Linked DNA regions of Sus scrofa: region 1 is linked to region 2. A link is a contact called in public Hi-C data. All regions are on one chromosome and are shown on one strand. The core of a region is the stretch at or near the end of the contact, and the rest is flanking DNA. Distances in the headings are between cores, read along the strand shown. Region 1 overlaps ASAP1 (arf-GAP with SH3 domain, ANK repeat and PH domain-containing protein 1). Region 2 holds the start of ASAP1 (arf-GAP with SH3 domain, ANK repeat and PH domain-containing protein 1).

Region 1 (7,543 bases), core at 1,780-4,279, 240 kb after region 2:
TTTTGCTGTGAAAATGCTTTTGACCTTGAGCCCTTGAGAACCGCTGGCATCAGAAACCAAAGGCTTTGCTGTGAGTCCAGCCCTGCTAAGTGGATTAACGTGGTCGCCTAACTCACCAGCATGAGTGTCCTCTCTGGAAGGGGTGGGGCGGGGCGTGCCTCCCTTCCTCCCCTGTCTCTTGCGTGAGGATCAGAGTCTACCCCCAAGGGGAGAAATTGTGGAAATTGCCAGGTCTTTGAGTCACACACAGTGGATCACTACCGTATCAGTAGATTGCGTCAATGAGAATACTCCTGCGCCATCAACAGCCGCTGCAGGGACTTTCTTTCTTCTCCGATTGTAAGAAAGAACACTCCTAGTGGGGAAATTTCAGAATACAAAGAGCAAATTCCAGGTTCTCTTTTGCATCCTTCTTACCCTGAGATGACCAGCATTGCTGTTTTGGGTTTGTCTTTTTTTTTTTTTTTTTTTTTTTTTTTTTTTGGATTTTCAGGGCCACACCTGCAGTTTAGTTAAGTTCCCAGGCTATGGGTCCAGTTGGAGCTACAGCTGCCGGCCTGCACCACAGCTCACGGCAACGCCAGATCCCCTACCCACTGAGCCAGGCCAAGGATTGAACCTGTATCCCTGTGAATACTAGTTGGATTCCGTTTCTGCTGTGCCACAATGGGACCTCCCAGGGTTTGTCTTTCTGGTCCTCTTTTTCTGCGCTTTTCCCCCCAGATAGAGGAAATCTCATGTCCTAAGCAACTTTGCACTGAGGTGGCTTTCACTTACTGTTGGCCTTAGAGCATGTGCACTTTCCCGGCTGGGGACAAGTTATAGACTCAGAAGTTGGAGAGCATGTGACTTTCCAGAGAGCCCTTCTGAAGGACCCCTCACCCCTGGCAGGTTAGCGCTCGTCCCAGTGCTGGGCCATCTGCTTGCCCGTCAGCCCCTGGCAAGCCAGGTGCTGGGACAGGAGTAGGAGCGGAGAACTTGCCTGTCCAGCAGGACAACCCAAGTACGTACAGGAGAGTCTTTTGTCTCTTTCTTTCGTGTCCTCCCACTGTGGGCTGCTGATGTCTTAAAGCGAAAGCAAGAAGTTCCGCAAAACAGTCATATTTTAACAAGATGACTTTGCCATTTATGTATTTTTCTGATGTGAATCTAGAGCATCCAAAATTACAGAGCTAGAGAACAGACCAGTGGTTACCAGGTTGGAGGAGAGGGCAGGGGTGTGACCGTAGAGGCGTAACCCAAGTGAGTTCCTAGGACAGTTCTGTGTCTTGACTGGGGGGCAGTTGTGCTGTATCTATACATGTGGTAAAATGTCCTAGAAATATACACAAATATACCAGAAAATATGCGCACATAAAAGCTGGTGAAATTCAGATAAGGTCTGTAGTTTATTATTTGTCTCATGCCAGGGTTGATTTCTGGGTTTTGATAACGTGGTTTATAGCCCATGTAGCCTATTCAGAGAAGTGGGTTGACTACCTACAGAGAACCTCTCTGTACTATTTTGCCACTTTTGGGTGTGAATCTATAATTTTTTTCAAAATAATAAGGTTAATAAGAATGTAAGTTATCAGAGTCTCGTGAGGGAGGGAAAGTTGGAGAAAGTCACACGACAGACGGGAGAGTAAAACAAAAGTACAGAGCAAAAGCCGGACTCTTCACTCCTCACCTCTCTGCTAGTCCTTTAGACCACTTTCTACTTCCTTTTAACTGTTAGAGGTTTTCTAAACCAGTCTTTCGAATTTTTCCCTCCAGTTGAAGACCTTTATGGGGTCCCCCTTCCCGAAGGTGAAGCCATTTAGCCGTTTCCTCCTGGAAGTGGATCCGTTGGTCCCGTTTGACTCTGTCTGCAGAGTACTGCCTCTTAGTGGTGAGAGGCAAGAAGGAGCCGACGTGACCTATTTTGTTGATGTTTTTAATATGTTTATGGCGAGGTTTTAAGGGCTTGGGGTTTTATGTCAAGTATCTTTCATAGGTTTGGTTCATAGTCTGCGTAGTAGATAGTAGCCTTTTTTTAATTATAAGAAATATTTCTCGGAGTTCCCGTCATGGTTCAGTGGTTAACGAATCCGACTAGGAACCAAGAGGTTGCGGGTTCGATCCCTGGCCTCGCTCAGTGGGTTAAGGATCCGGCGTTGTCGTGAGCTGTGGTGTAGGTCACAGATGTGGCTCGGATCCCACGTTGCTGTGGTTCTGGCGTAGGCTGGTGGCTACAGCTCTGATTCCACCCCTAGCCTGGGAACCTCCATGTGCCGTGGGAGCGGCCCTAGAAAAGGCAAAAAGACCCAAAAAAAAAAAAAAAGAGAGAGAGAGGTATTTCTTTGGGTGACTTACCAGTCTCTCTGAAATCACCCTTATATAAAAGAGGCCTTCCTGATCAGCGTCGGTTGCGGACAGAGCAAAGGCTGTGTCTTGCTTCCAGGCCTTTATGTATTCAGGTCCTTCTGCTTCAGACGCCCTTTAGTTAATACATTAATGGTGAGGGTCTTCCTTGTAAGGAAAAAAAAGGAGGAAGGAAACAGTGATCTTGAACTTTGGCTGTTTCTCAGTGTTTTTTATTTTTCATTTGCCTAAATGCACAGAACCAAGATTATTTTTAGTCCTTTCTTTTTTGGTCCGCTCTTGCAACGAAAGCAGTATACTTGCGAAACAGCACTGGGTCTGCTCTGTACCCAGCGTCAAGCCGTCATCCTGTGATCCTGGCGGAGAAGCTAAGGAGTCAACAGAGCATCGCATCCGTTTTATTACCGAACCACACAAACGGGATGGGAGAGGAGTAATTGGTGGATTGAAATAGATTCTCAATGGGCAGAGGAAAACCATTTAAACCAGACCCCAAGAGCCCCAATGTGGCAGCAGGTTTAGAAACGCGAAAAAGCTCTTTGGGAATAGTGGGAGGTGCCCAGGAGGGTGTTCGTCCCGCCCGGACTCCGCGGCCCGATGCCTGCTTTTCCACGAGCCTTTGGACAGTTCTCGCTTGCTTCAGAGCCTGAACCGCCGTTAAGCGTTAGAAGGCAGTTATTGCTTCAGAGCTGCTGAAGCAAAGCAAAGATTTCTCCAGCTGCGCAGCATTTCCTGTTTGCAACCTCTGACTGCAGGGTATTGTGGTTGGGGTTAAGGATTTTTTTTTAATGGTTCATTTCTTTTCTTTTCCCTTCACATGAGACTAGTTAGAAATGTGCTGTTTGGGTCTCCATTTGCAGCAGACAGATTATTGCTCAGGTTGTTCTTTGAAACACGGAAAAGTGCTGAAAGCATGCATACCCTCCGTAGTAAATTGGTAGGCCCTGGGTGTTCTGGATTCTATCATACATTTTAAAACGCCCATCATCTTGCAAAATGGTAATCCATAATTGGCAGGTTTCAGGCCAGGGATCTCATGTCCCGAAATGCTGTGCTGCCCATTAGTATTATGGGATGTTTCGTGACATGAGAGCTGTCCGCGTGGTTGGGAGGGTGGGTAAGAAGGAAGAGGTTTTCTTTTTCCTTTCTATTCTGAAAGTTGTGTGTGTTCATACAAATTTAAGAAAAAGGAAATTTTAAGTCAGAAACTAAAAGTCATTACATAATGCAAACTTAGGATAATACTAATAGTACAGTTTTTCCTCTGAAACAGTGTCATAGATTTAGGCACAGATGCTGATCATTTATACACAAATACACATATTATGTGTGCACGTGTCATCCAAGTCCATGGTCTCTTCTTCAAAACCCTTGGGGTTAGGAGTTCCCGTCATGGCTCAGCAGTAACGAGCCCATGGATTGGTATCCATGAGGACGTGGGTTCTATCCCTGACCTTGCTCAGTGGGTTAAGGATCTGGTGTTGCCATACGCTATGGTATAGGTCACAGAGTTATGGTGTAGGTCACAGACGCCGCTCGGATCCTGTGTTACTGTGGTGTAGGCCGGCAGCTATAGCTCTATTTCAACCCCTAGCCTGGGTTGAAAAAGACAAAAGACAAGGAAAAAAAAAGAAAAAAAAACACTTGGGGTTAGATGTTTTTCAAAATTCAGCATTTTACAGATTTCAGAACGGCAATGGGTGTGCATTGCCCTATGTTATGTAACGCCCCCTAGTGACTTCTCAGGTAAATAGTTACATGAAGGATAAATGAAGAGTCCCACTTATTTCAAGTCCAGGCTAGCCACAAAGTGAATTCAGGTCAGGTCAGGTCAGGTTTTGTTATTAAATCAGTTTTGTTTTTTTAAAAGACTTTGTGTTATACATACATTTTGCAAACTTCTTTTAAAGCTTGTTAGCTCTCCTTGACCGTACAAATAAAATTGCAAAATCACTTTAACAGGTTATATAATATTTCACTGTATAACTAAATAGTAATTCCCTTTATAGGATTTGAATTTTACAGTCATCAGTACGATGCACCTTGTTTGTTTTTGTTTTTTGTTTTTGTCTGTTTCCTTTGTCCTTTTAGGGCCGCACCTGCGGCATATGGAGGTTCCCAGGCTAGGGGTCGAATCGGAGCTGTTGCCGCCGGCCTACACCACAGCCACAGCAACTTGGGATCCAGGCCGCATCTGTGACCTACACCACAGCTCAGGGCTATGCCAGATCCTTAACCCACTGAGCCAGGCCAGGGATCAAACCCACAGCGTCATGGTTCCTAGTCGGGATTCTTAACCATTGCCTGCTGCGCCACGACGGGAACTCCCAGATGTACCTTGTTTTAAGTACATCCAATATTCAGAACTCCTGGAAGCCTAAGAGCAAATTTTAGCATGTTTTTCTTTTTTTTTCTTCTTTTAAGGATTTACATTAAAAGTTTTTTTTTTAAAAAAAAGGAAGTTCTAATAATGCATTTGAAATAGCGTTCTTTTCATCCTGTGAATTTTATGTGCCATGAATAATGCTTTTGATTTAACGTTGTGTGTTTGTGGTTATGTGGCTACCGAGTAGTATTCCACTTGAAAGAGACTCACAGAACAGCATTTTGATGCTAGAAGAGACTTATATTTGAGAACTGGGGTTCTGTGATCGAGGAAGAAAGAGGAGGGAGGGAGAAAGAAACTCGTACTTGCTGGGGAAGGGGGTTCATTAGCCAGCGGCCAGTGTGGAAGAGGAGGTTCCTGACATTTGCTTATCAGCACCTCTTTTAAACAAAGATCTGATTGAAGCCTTCAGGCTGGTAAAGTTTTCATTATTTCTATGGTTAACTCTTTGTCTCTACAAATAATACTGATGTTAAGTGTTTTATCGTGGGCTTACTACATGCCGGGCACTGTTTGAAAAGCGCTTTTTTACATGTTGCATTAGTTTGGATAGGTGAGGATACGCTGCAGTAATAACTCAGCCCCCAGTTCCCCACGGCGTAAGGTAGGAAGGGTTTACTTCCTCCTCCCGTCCCGTCTACTGAGGGGTCTGCTCACACAGTAGCAGTAATACAGAGACCCAGGCAGAGGGAGGCCCCTCCTGTCTACAAGGTTTGCCAAGCCGAGGAGGAGAAAAACGAGAGTCACGGGAGGCCCTCTCACAGCTTTCCCTCATGTAGTTGTTCCATAAAGTTTACGTTTAGCTTATTTAAGTAAAAAGTATTGATTTGAAGAACAGCAAGCAAAACAGGGGTGTAAGCATAAGGCAAACATCGTTTGGAGATAATTAGCTGCCTTCTGTCTGCGTGATCTCAGTCCCAGAAGCCTCCAGAGCCCCTTCTCTAGGCCCACATCTGGACGTACGTTGTGAAAAGCAGATGCAGGTATTTTTCTCGGCTCAGAGAACTCCGCCAAACTCAGCCTCACATTCGCTCCTTTGGCCCTTTCCTCTCTGCCTTGATGGCCCATGGCCATCCTGGGCGAGGCCTCTCGGCTGGAGCACCGGGGAACGTGCTCAGTGAGGGGAGCATGGCTGGGTTTCGGGCTCCACTTGTACCTGCCAGGTGGGTGCTTTGAGCCGTATACGCCCTGGACACCCATGCTCAGTGGCCAGGCTGCACCCACAGCACCTGCTCCCGCTCGCCTGGGAGCGGGGGCAGCAGAGTGTGAGGCGCCTTCCCTCGGAGATGTCCTTGAACCCCGAATCCCTTGCCTAGTTCCGGCCAGAGGTCTGGACTGCGACGCACTCGAAACGCCCTTAAAGAGCCAGAGTGCACGTTTGGGTATCAGGGGCTGGAGACGCCCTACAGCGACAGAGACCTGTCCAGTTCAGTGCTTTTCTATGTTACCTGACCACAAACCCTCTTGCTCTATGAGAAACGTTAACTTTCCAGGGATCCACTTTGAGAAATGCTTGCTGAGATGTTTTACTGGACCGTGTTTTAATTTTCTTTTCCACGTCACACCTACTCTTTTGGAATTTCTTATATTTCAGGCTGTAATTTCTGAGTATATTAAGCCTCTTTATTTATACTTTGCCTCTTTATTTGAGATCACACCCCTGCCTGTGGTATCTTTAGGTTAAAACCTGAAGAAATGGCCTACTGATTTCGTTTGGAACTAATAGCTTCCTACATCTTCCACTAAATATGGATGGCCCTTGTATTGACTTATTGCCCAGTTTTATGAGCAGTTAAGAGGTCACAGAGCTGGCAGACATAGCGTGGCTTTTTTTTTTTTTTTTTTTTTTTTTCCTTTTTTCGGCCGCACCCATCGTGGCATGTGGAAGTTTCTGGACCAGGGATCAAACTCACACCGCAGTTGCAACCTGCACCACAGCTGCAGCAATGCCAGATCCTTACCCACTGTGCTACAAAGAAACTTCCAGAAGTCGCAAGACTTTTGAAGTCAGTTAGAGCTGAGTTCAAATCTCTGCTCCACTGTTTCCCACTCTAGGTCACCAGAGGCAGATTCAGTCATTCACTCACTCACTCAGTCCCTCATCCAGAAAGCACAGATAACAAGAAAGGCTTTCTAGAAGAGAGCCCCTTCATCTGGGCCACAGATAATTAATAGGTGTTTGTGGAGTTCCCGTCATGGCTCAGCGGTTAATGAACCTGACTAGTATCCATGATCCCTGGCCTCACTCAGTGGGTTAAGGATCTGGATCCGGTGTTGCCCTGAGCTGTGGTGTGGGTTGCAGACGAGGCTCACATCCCACGTGGCTGTGGCTGTCGTGTAGGCTGGTGGCCTCAGCTCCAATTGGACCCGTAGCCTGGGAACATCCATATGCCGCGGGTAAAAGACAGCAACAAAAAATTAATAGGTGTTTGTGACACTCTTCTCCCAGGCTTGCAGAGGCTCCTTTTTCTTTCTTTCTTTCTTTTTTTTTTTTTTTTTTTTTTTTTTTTGGTCTTTTGTCTTTTCTAGGGCCACACCTGCAGCATATGGAGGTTTCCAAGGCTAGGGGTCTAATCGGAGCTGTAGCCACCGGCCTATGCCAGAACCACAGCAACACGGGATCCGAGCCTCGTCTGTGACCCACACCACAGCTCACGGCAACGCCAAATCCTTAACCCACTGAGCAAGGCCAGGGATCGAACCCGCAACCTCATGGTTCCTAGTCAGATTCCTTTCTGCTGTGCCATGCCGGGGACTCCAGAAGCTCTTTTCTTTAAACAGAAACGTTACACGATGTTAAGCATTGGTTGATAC
Region 2 (6,868 bases), core at 1,492-3,991:
GATCTATAGCCGCCGGCCTATGCCAGAGCCACAGCAATGCCAGATGCGAGCTGCTTCTGTGACCTACACCTCAGCTCACGGCAACGCCAGATCCTTAACCCACTGAGTGAGGCCAGGGATCGATTCTGCGTCCTCATGGATGCTAGTCAGATCTGTTTCTGCTGAACCACGATGGGAACTCCTCCACCAATGCCTTTTAATGACTTTAAATTCATTCAATTTGCATGCTCAGGGGCCCCCTGAGAATAAGGGGACAATAAACACAGGCTCCTCTCCTTTCCCTCCAACTCAGAGTTTGCAGTCTGACCGAGGAGCGCACTCACTTCGCAAGCGTAGAATGTGATGGATACGTTCTTTACACGAACAGACGTGCTGGGGGAGCACAAAGGAGGACGCAATTAACTGGGACTGTACCAAGGAGACCGAAATTATGTCCTCTGACAGTCTTAATTACTTACAGCTTTAACTTTCCAGATCCTTTAATAGAGCCGTCTGGCGCTTCTTCCATTACACTGGGCTTTCCCTTTTGAAAGCCTCCCGGCCAAACTGGAAGATACAGGAAGCTAAGGGACAGAGTGAACCTGCGACTCTCACCCTGTTTGCCCCTTTCATTCACTGGACATGTCTTTATGGAGGGTTTCCTGTGGACCAGCACTGTTTTTGGCACCAGGATACAGATGCGATGGAGACAAGGAGAAATCCGGCCCTAAGGCAGCTCACCCATGTAGGGGGAGACGGATGATGAACAACCAACCAAATAAACAGGAAAAATTAAACCGTGACAAGGACTGCAAAGCAATGAAGCGGGGCATGTGATGTGTGGGAGAGGTGAGTGTCAAAGACAACTAGAACCAGGAGTTTCCGTCTTGGCTCAGTGGTTAATGAACACGACTAGCATCCATGAGGACATGGGTTCGATCCCCGGCCCTGCTCAGTGGGTTAAGGATCTGGCGTTGCCATGAGCTGTGGTGTAGGTTGCAGACCTGGCTCAGATCCTGAGTTGCTGTGGCTGTGGCTTAGGCCAGCGCCTGCAGCTCTGATTCGACGCCTAGCCTGGGAACCTCCATATGAAAAAGAAAGACAAGTAGAATCAATGGTTGGAAAGCTCCTATTGAGGACTTGACTTCTGAGCTGTGAGCTAAGTGCCACCAACAGCCACATAGAGATTCTTGCAGGCAGAGGGAACAGCAGCTGCAAAGGGCCTGGGGCAGGACGCTGGATTCCTGGGCCCAAATCAGGAGGCTGTCCCACTGCTTCTGACCACTGAAAAAGAGTTACAGAAAAGAGACTGGGTCTAAAACTGATGTCTTGTCCTTGCTTAGAGTTGATAGGTAACTTTCAGTGCCTAGCTGGCTCATTTCAAGCTTTGGTTTTCACTCATGGGTATGTTGTTCCCTCTTCAAAGTCAGAATGGGTTTCAAGGGAATGTGAAACACTTATAGCAAAACCACCAAGCTGCATTCTCCAGGTAGAAAACCCCCAAATGTGGCATTTCCGTGGGAAACCACAATGAATCACTCCCACTGGCCACCTAGTCCAGGCCTGACTGGATGAAGATTTACTTTGGTTTTCTCAAAAGTAAGAGGCTTTGTAAAGCCTCCCTGGACTTTTTAACAACCCCCCACCTCGTCCTGACGCTCCCGATTAAGAGCAAAATACCAACTTCTGCAAGGTTTGCTGAGTTTCAGATTTCACCAGAAGGGGGTCTGCCATAGCCACTAACCTTTTCCTCTGCAGAGAGCAGTGTCTGAAATGCTGCAGAGAAAAACAGTCACTGGGTGACACGGAGGGAAATGAAATTTTGAGGCTTTGTGGCTATAGAGGGCACAGCACACCCCTCACCAGTTAAAACTTTCCTTTCTCTGACGTCTCTTTTGGTAATAAAGACAATCATGGCTATCATTTATTTGAGCACTTAGAATGCAGTCAGTCCCCTGACTAGACGCTCGGTTTTCGAATCAAACCTCACTGATTTGATTTGAGGGCGGTATTACTACCTCATTTCACATGTGAGGAACCAGAGGCTCAGAGAAGTTAAGGGACTTACCCAAGGTAACAGAGTTATGAAAAAAAGGGGCAAAGTCCAGCTTCCATCCCAGGTCTGAGCCCAAAGTCCGCACTATTAACCTCCAAACTATTCCTATACTACCTTGACCTGGAAAGTCCATGCCACCTGGTCCCGGGTAAAACTGAGGAAACTAGCAGGGCGGAAGCAGAGAAAGGGGGCAGCCAGGTAAAGTCGTTTCTTTTAGGAAAAAGCGGGGAAATGGCCGGGAGATTGCAAGTTCATCCTCCGCAGATGCAAGCGGGGCCAAGGCCATTCCCGGGTGTCGGAGGGCCAGAGAAAGGCACCTCCCAAGGCCAAGGTTTGATCGGGACAAATCCCACCGCTTCCCCCTCTGAGAGAGGGGGAGGCAGGCCAGGGCCGGTGTGAGGCCCAAGGAGCAGGTCGCCCGACCCCAGTCCAGCTCTCAGGTCCAGGCCGGGGTCAGAGACCCCGCCTGCCCCCGGCCAGCGTGCCGGCGGGCCAAGGGTTAAGCGAGGCGGGAGCCCCCGGCGTGGGGCGGCCGCGGGGCCGGGAATGCTTAGTCAGGATTCCGATTTCCTGTCGAAGTGTTTGGATTTCCTGAAACCCGCGCCCTCCGCCGCCGAGCGGGATCGTCCGAGCCGCGCGCGTCGCTGCGGCCTCCTCCCCTCGGCACATGGTCGCCCGCCCCTTCCTGCGCCGCGCTCGGCTCCCGCGCCTCGCCGCTGCCGCCGCCGCCGCCGCCACGGGCCGGCACTCCGCGCTCCGGCAGCCCCCGGCCCGCGCCTCCCGCCCCGCCGGCTGCTCCGGCCGCCGCCCGCTTTCCGCTCCGAGAGCCACGATCGGCCGGCCGAGGGGAGCCGGGGCGCGGGCGTCTGCGCCGCCGCCGAGAAGCCGGCGCCAAGCCCGCGATGGAATAATGCCCAGCGGCCCGCCCGGTCCCGGTGAGTCGCGGGGCGCCCGGACGGGCTCGGCGGGGCCGCGCGCGGTGGGGGGTGGGAGGGTCCTGGGTCTTCGGCGCCCCCTGCCCGGCCCCCGCTCGGAGAGGAGCCGGCACAGGGCGCCGGGCGGGTCCGGACTCCGCGGCGGGGTGCCTGGTGCGCGGGGAGGGCGCCGGCCGCGGGCTCCGCAGGGCCGGGCTCGGCGGTCCAGGGGGGTCCGCGCCCCAGGGATGCGGGGGTGAGGCCGCTCGGGGCGGCGGGGGGGGCTCCGCGCGCCCTCCCGGAGAGGAGCCCGGGCAGCGCGCCCGGGGGCCGGGGCCGGCGGATGGGGCGCCCTCCCGGCTGCAGGCGCGGGCGCTGGCCGCGGCATTGTCTCCCTGGCGCGGCGGAGCAAAGTTCCCCGCCGTTCCTGGAGCGGCCGGCCCGGCCCCGAGCCCCCGGCCCCCGGCCCCCGGCCCCGGCTGGGACTCGGCGCTGCCACGCAGGCCCCAGGCCACTTGCTTCAAGCGAACGAAAACATTCCCACTCGAGATTTGGGGGTTGTTGACGGGAAGACAGGAAAGTGGCTGGTGTTTGTGCTTGTACCATTTTGGGACCTGCTGCATTTTCGGAGAGCGACGTGAAGTTTCAAAGAAAAAAAGAAACTCACTGGCGTCTGGCATTCTGCGGTTTCATACATCCCGAGAGTTGCTCTCTGGCATTCCTAAAGCGGTTTCCTTTAATAATTTATTTTTCCACTAGCGCAGGGGGATGGAGAGCCAAGTTCAGCCCATCGGCCGCGTGACCTCAGCTTTACCTGCACAAATCAGAAAGAACAAGAACTTTCTCCCACTTTTTTCCCCCTAGACTCGGTCAGGTTGTCTTGGCAGAATGGATTCTGGGATGACAGCGGGGCACGGTTTGCTGAGTAATGTTTGGGGATTGTAAAACATAATTCAGTATGGAGGCCAGTTTTCGCTCTCCATCAAACCTCAGCCCCAGGCCTTTGCACTTTGCAGTTGGAGGTTCATCTTATAGCAAGAAGATGCAGGTCTTCTGGAAGCGTCACATCTCCACAGCTCAGAAAGAAAAAGCGTCCCTGAGAACAGTTGTTTCAGCTCCTTCTTTTTTAAAAAAATGTTTTGTCGGAGTTCCTGTCGTGGCTCAGTGGTTAATGAATCCGACTAGGAACCATGAGGTTGTGGGTTCGATCCCTGCCCTTGCTCAGTGGGTTAAGGATCTGGTGTTGCCTTGAGCTGTGGTGTAGGTCGCAGATGCGGCTAGGATCCTGCGTTGCTGTGGCACTGGCGTAGGCTGGCAGCTGCAGCTCCGATTCAACCCCTAGCCTGGGAACCTCCATATGCTGCGCGGGAGTGGCCCAAGAAATAGCAAAAAGACAAATAAATAAATAAATGTTTTGTTATTATAGTTAATTAACAATGTTCTGTCAATGGCGGCTATACAGCGAAAGTGACCCAGTTAGACATTTATATGCATTCTTTTTTCCCATTATCCTCCATCATGTTCCATCACAAGTGATTAGATATAATTCCCTGTGCTCTACAGCGGGGAGCTCCTTCTCCTTCTCCAGATGAGGCTGGGAGAGGTGATGGAGATCCTGCAAAGTCATGTGACCAGGCTTTAGCCTCCCAGTCTAGTGCTCCTCTTACTAATGTCAGTTTAGGGTATGTCAGCTCTGGAATCTTTGGCAATACGCCTTCTTGGCTTTATAACCTACATCATTTTAGTGCCTTCTCTTGTTCTGTCTTATCTGTTATTGCTGCTATTTTTGAGATATGCCGTTATCTCAAACCGCATATTTTGAGATAAAGAAAAAATTCCCTAACCTCTACTGTTCAGCCACTAAATGGATTTGGAGCTTCAGCCGCCAAATGGATTTGCAATATAAAATGGGCGGCTTATTATATAGGGAATTGCCGTTCTCTATCCCATTCTTTTGTAAGAAATAGAAACTCCCAAGCCCCAAAAGGGGCAGTATTTTAGCACATAACGTACCGTATGATATTCTCTACACTTGATTTCCAGCCCCCCTGTATCTTGTGAGTGAGGCAGCCCATCTATTTTTCTCCCTATGAGAGCTCCGAGTGGCTGCTTTTTCATTTTTAGTATGTGATAATGTTGGAGAGAAAGGACTTTTTCGAAAGCTTGCCATTTGGTGAAGGAAATTGAAATTCTCTCCACCTCCCCACTCCTCACCAGCCACAGTGAACCAGATTTTTTCAAAAGCAGTCAAAGCCTTGTAGGCCCCAAGATGCATGTGTGCATTCAGAGGGGCTGGCTGCTCCCTCGCCCCACCTGAGGACCCACCTCCCAGGTGGCCGAAGTCTAGAGGAAAAAAGGGAACCTGTGTTACCTGGAATCGTTTCTGCATTTTCCCTCCAAGTTCTCAGTGGTATTTGAGTGGATCTGGCTGCCGCATTCTCATTTTTCCCTCCTGTGTTTCTTCTCTCCACTTCTCTCCCAGCCACTCTCTCTTCATGGGCTGGAGAACAAGTCTTCTTCTCGGGGATGCATGAAAGATCCTCATGTAAGCAACGGTGACAGTGACAGCTAGCATTTATTGAGCACTTGCTGTATGCCCTCTCTGTGTTATGTCCTAAGAAATCCCAGGTTGGAGAGGGGGTTTCCTTGGGAGCCTTGCCTGGAAAGGAGAGCAGTTTTCATCTGGAATTTGAGTCATGCTTTCATTCATCCAGCACACATTTGCTAAGTGGCTCCCCTGTGGGAGGTGCCAGTCCCCGGAAGATGAATAGGACCCTGTGTTCAAGGCCTTCTATTTCCAGCCTCATCTTTCAGTGTCAACCTTGCCGTTTCTGCTTTCATTAGTCAATTCCTCAAGCCCGCACCGAGCACCTGCTTCATGCTAAGCACTGTGTGAATCCGGGTAAAACAGTGATGAACACGTCGGCCTGGCCTTGCCCCCATGGGGCTTGAATTCCAGTGGAGGAGCTGGGCAAGAACAAGGAAGCGGCTAACTTCTAGCAAATGAAAGAGTGTGATGCTTGTTTTCAAGGACAGACACAAGGGATTGAAATGATCATCAGTGAAGTGGGGGCGGGGGTAGAGCCGGTCCCGGTTTTGCCAGGAAAAGGCCTCTCTGCTTCTGAAAAGTTAAGAAGGAACTGACCATGCAAGAGGTTTCAGGGGAGGGCCTTCTGGGCAGAGGGATCAGACTACGAAAAGTCCTCTGTGTTCCTGGTAGTGAGGGCTGGGCAGAGTGGGAGAGGGATGGTGAGAATGGCACAGGGCAAGGGTTTTGGGGTTTTTGTGCTTTTTTGGGGTGCGTCCGTGGCATGTGCACCCCAGGCTAGGGGTCGAATTGGAACTGTAGCCACCGGCCTACACCACAGCCACAGCCACAGGATCCAAATCGCACCTGCAACCTACACCACAGCTCATGGCAATGCCGGATCCTTAACCCACTGAGCGAGACTAGCGATCAGAGATCTGACCTGCCTCCTCATGGATACTAGTCGGATTCGCTTTTGTAGCGCCACAGCGGGAACTCCAGGGTGAGGTTTTCAAGGGAGGGAGGGGCAGTTCCCTGCTGGGGAGCGTTCCCCCTCCAAGTACAAAGGGAACCTTGGATGAGGTTAGGCTCAGGAATGGCATCTGATTGACATTTTTTTTTTTTTTTTTGGGTCTTTTTAGGGCTGAACCCGCAGCATATGGAGATGCCCAGGCTAGGGGTTGAGTCAGAGCTGCAGCTGCAGCCCACACCACAGCCACAGCAACGCCAGATCCAAGCTTTGTCTTCAACCTATAACACAGCCCACGGCAATGCCGGATCCTTAACCCACTGAGCGAGGCCAGGGGTCAAACCTGCGTCCTCATGGATATTAGTCAGATTCATGTCCACTGAGCCATGGTGGGAACTCCTTGATGGACATTTTTAGGAGAT

What was found. A called contact is a pair of places that touch in the nucleus more often than the background predicts.
Region 1: a contact with region 2 is called in a Hi-C map of retroperitoneal adipose tissue, with 2.1 times the contacts expected there. The contact joins the enhancer-like site here to the promoter of ASAP1 in region 2. A contact is called at or near these places in 3 of 5 promoter capture datasets (fetal liver, fetal skeletal muscle and liver), 11 of 47 Hi-C or Micro-C datasets (alveolar macrophages, embryonic fibroblasts, fetal heart ventricle and 7 more) and 1 of 2 datasets of contacts at active chromatin or transcription factors (alveolar macrophages).

The regions. Positions count from the first base shown.
Region 1 is chr4:10,338,267-10,345,809 of Sscrofa11.1, forward strand. The region is part of intron 5 of ASAP1 (arf-GAP with SH3 domain, ANK repeat and PH domain-containing protein 1); the gene reads left to right. Among named protein-coding and RNA genes, the nearest start is that of FAM49B, 130 kb to the right of the region's middle. Within about 2 kb of position 3,030, at least 27 of the 83 cell types and tissues checked have an H3K27ac peak or open chromatin away from gene starts, as enhancers often do. A contact at or near this core is called in alveolar macrophages, fetal liver, liver and 2 more, where this site is marked.
Region 2 is chr4:10,101,119-10,107,986 of Sscrofa11.1, forward strand. ASAP1 (arf-GAP with SH3 domain, ANK repeat and PH domain-containing protein 1) reads left to right here and starts at 2,742. Exons shown (of 31, transcript XM_021088910.1): 1 at 2,742-2,970.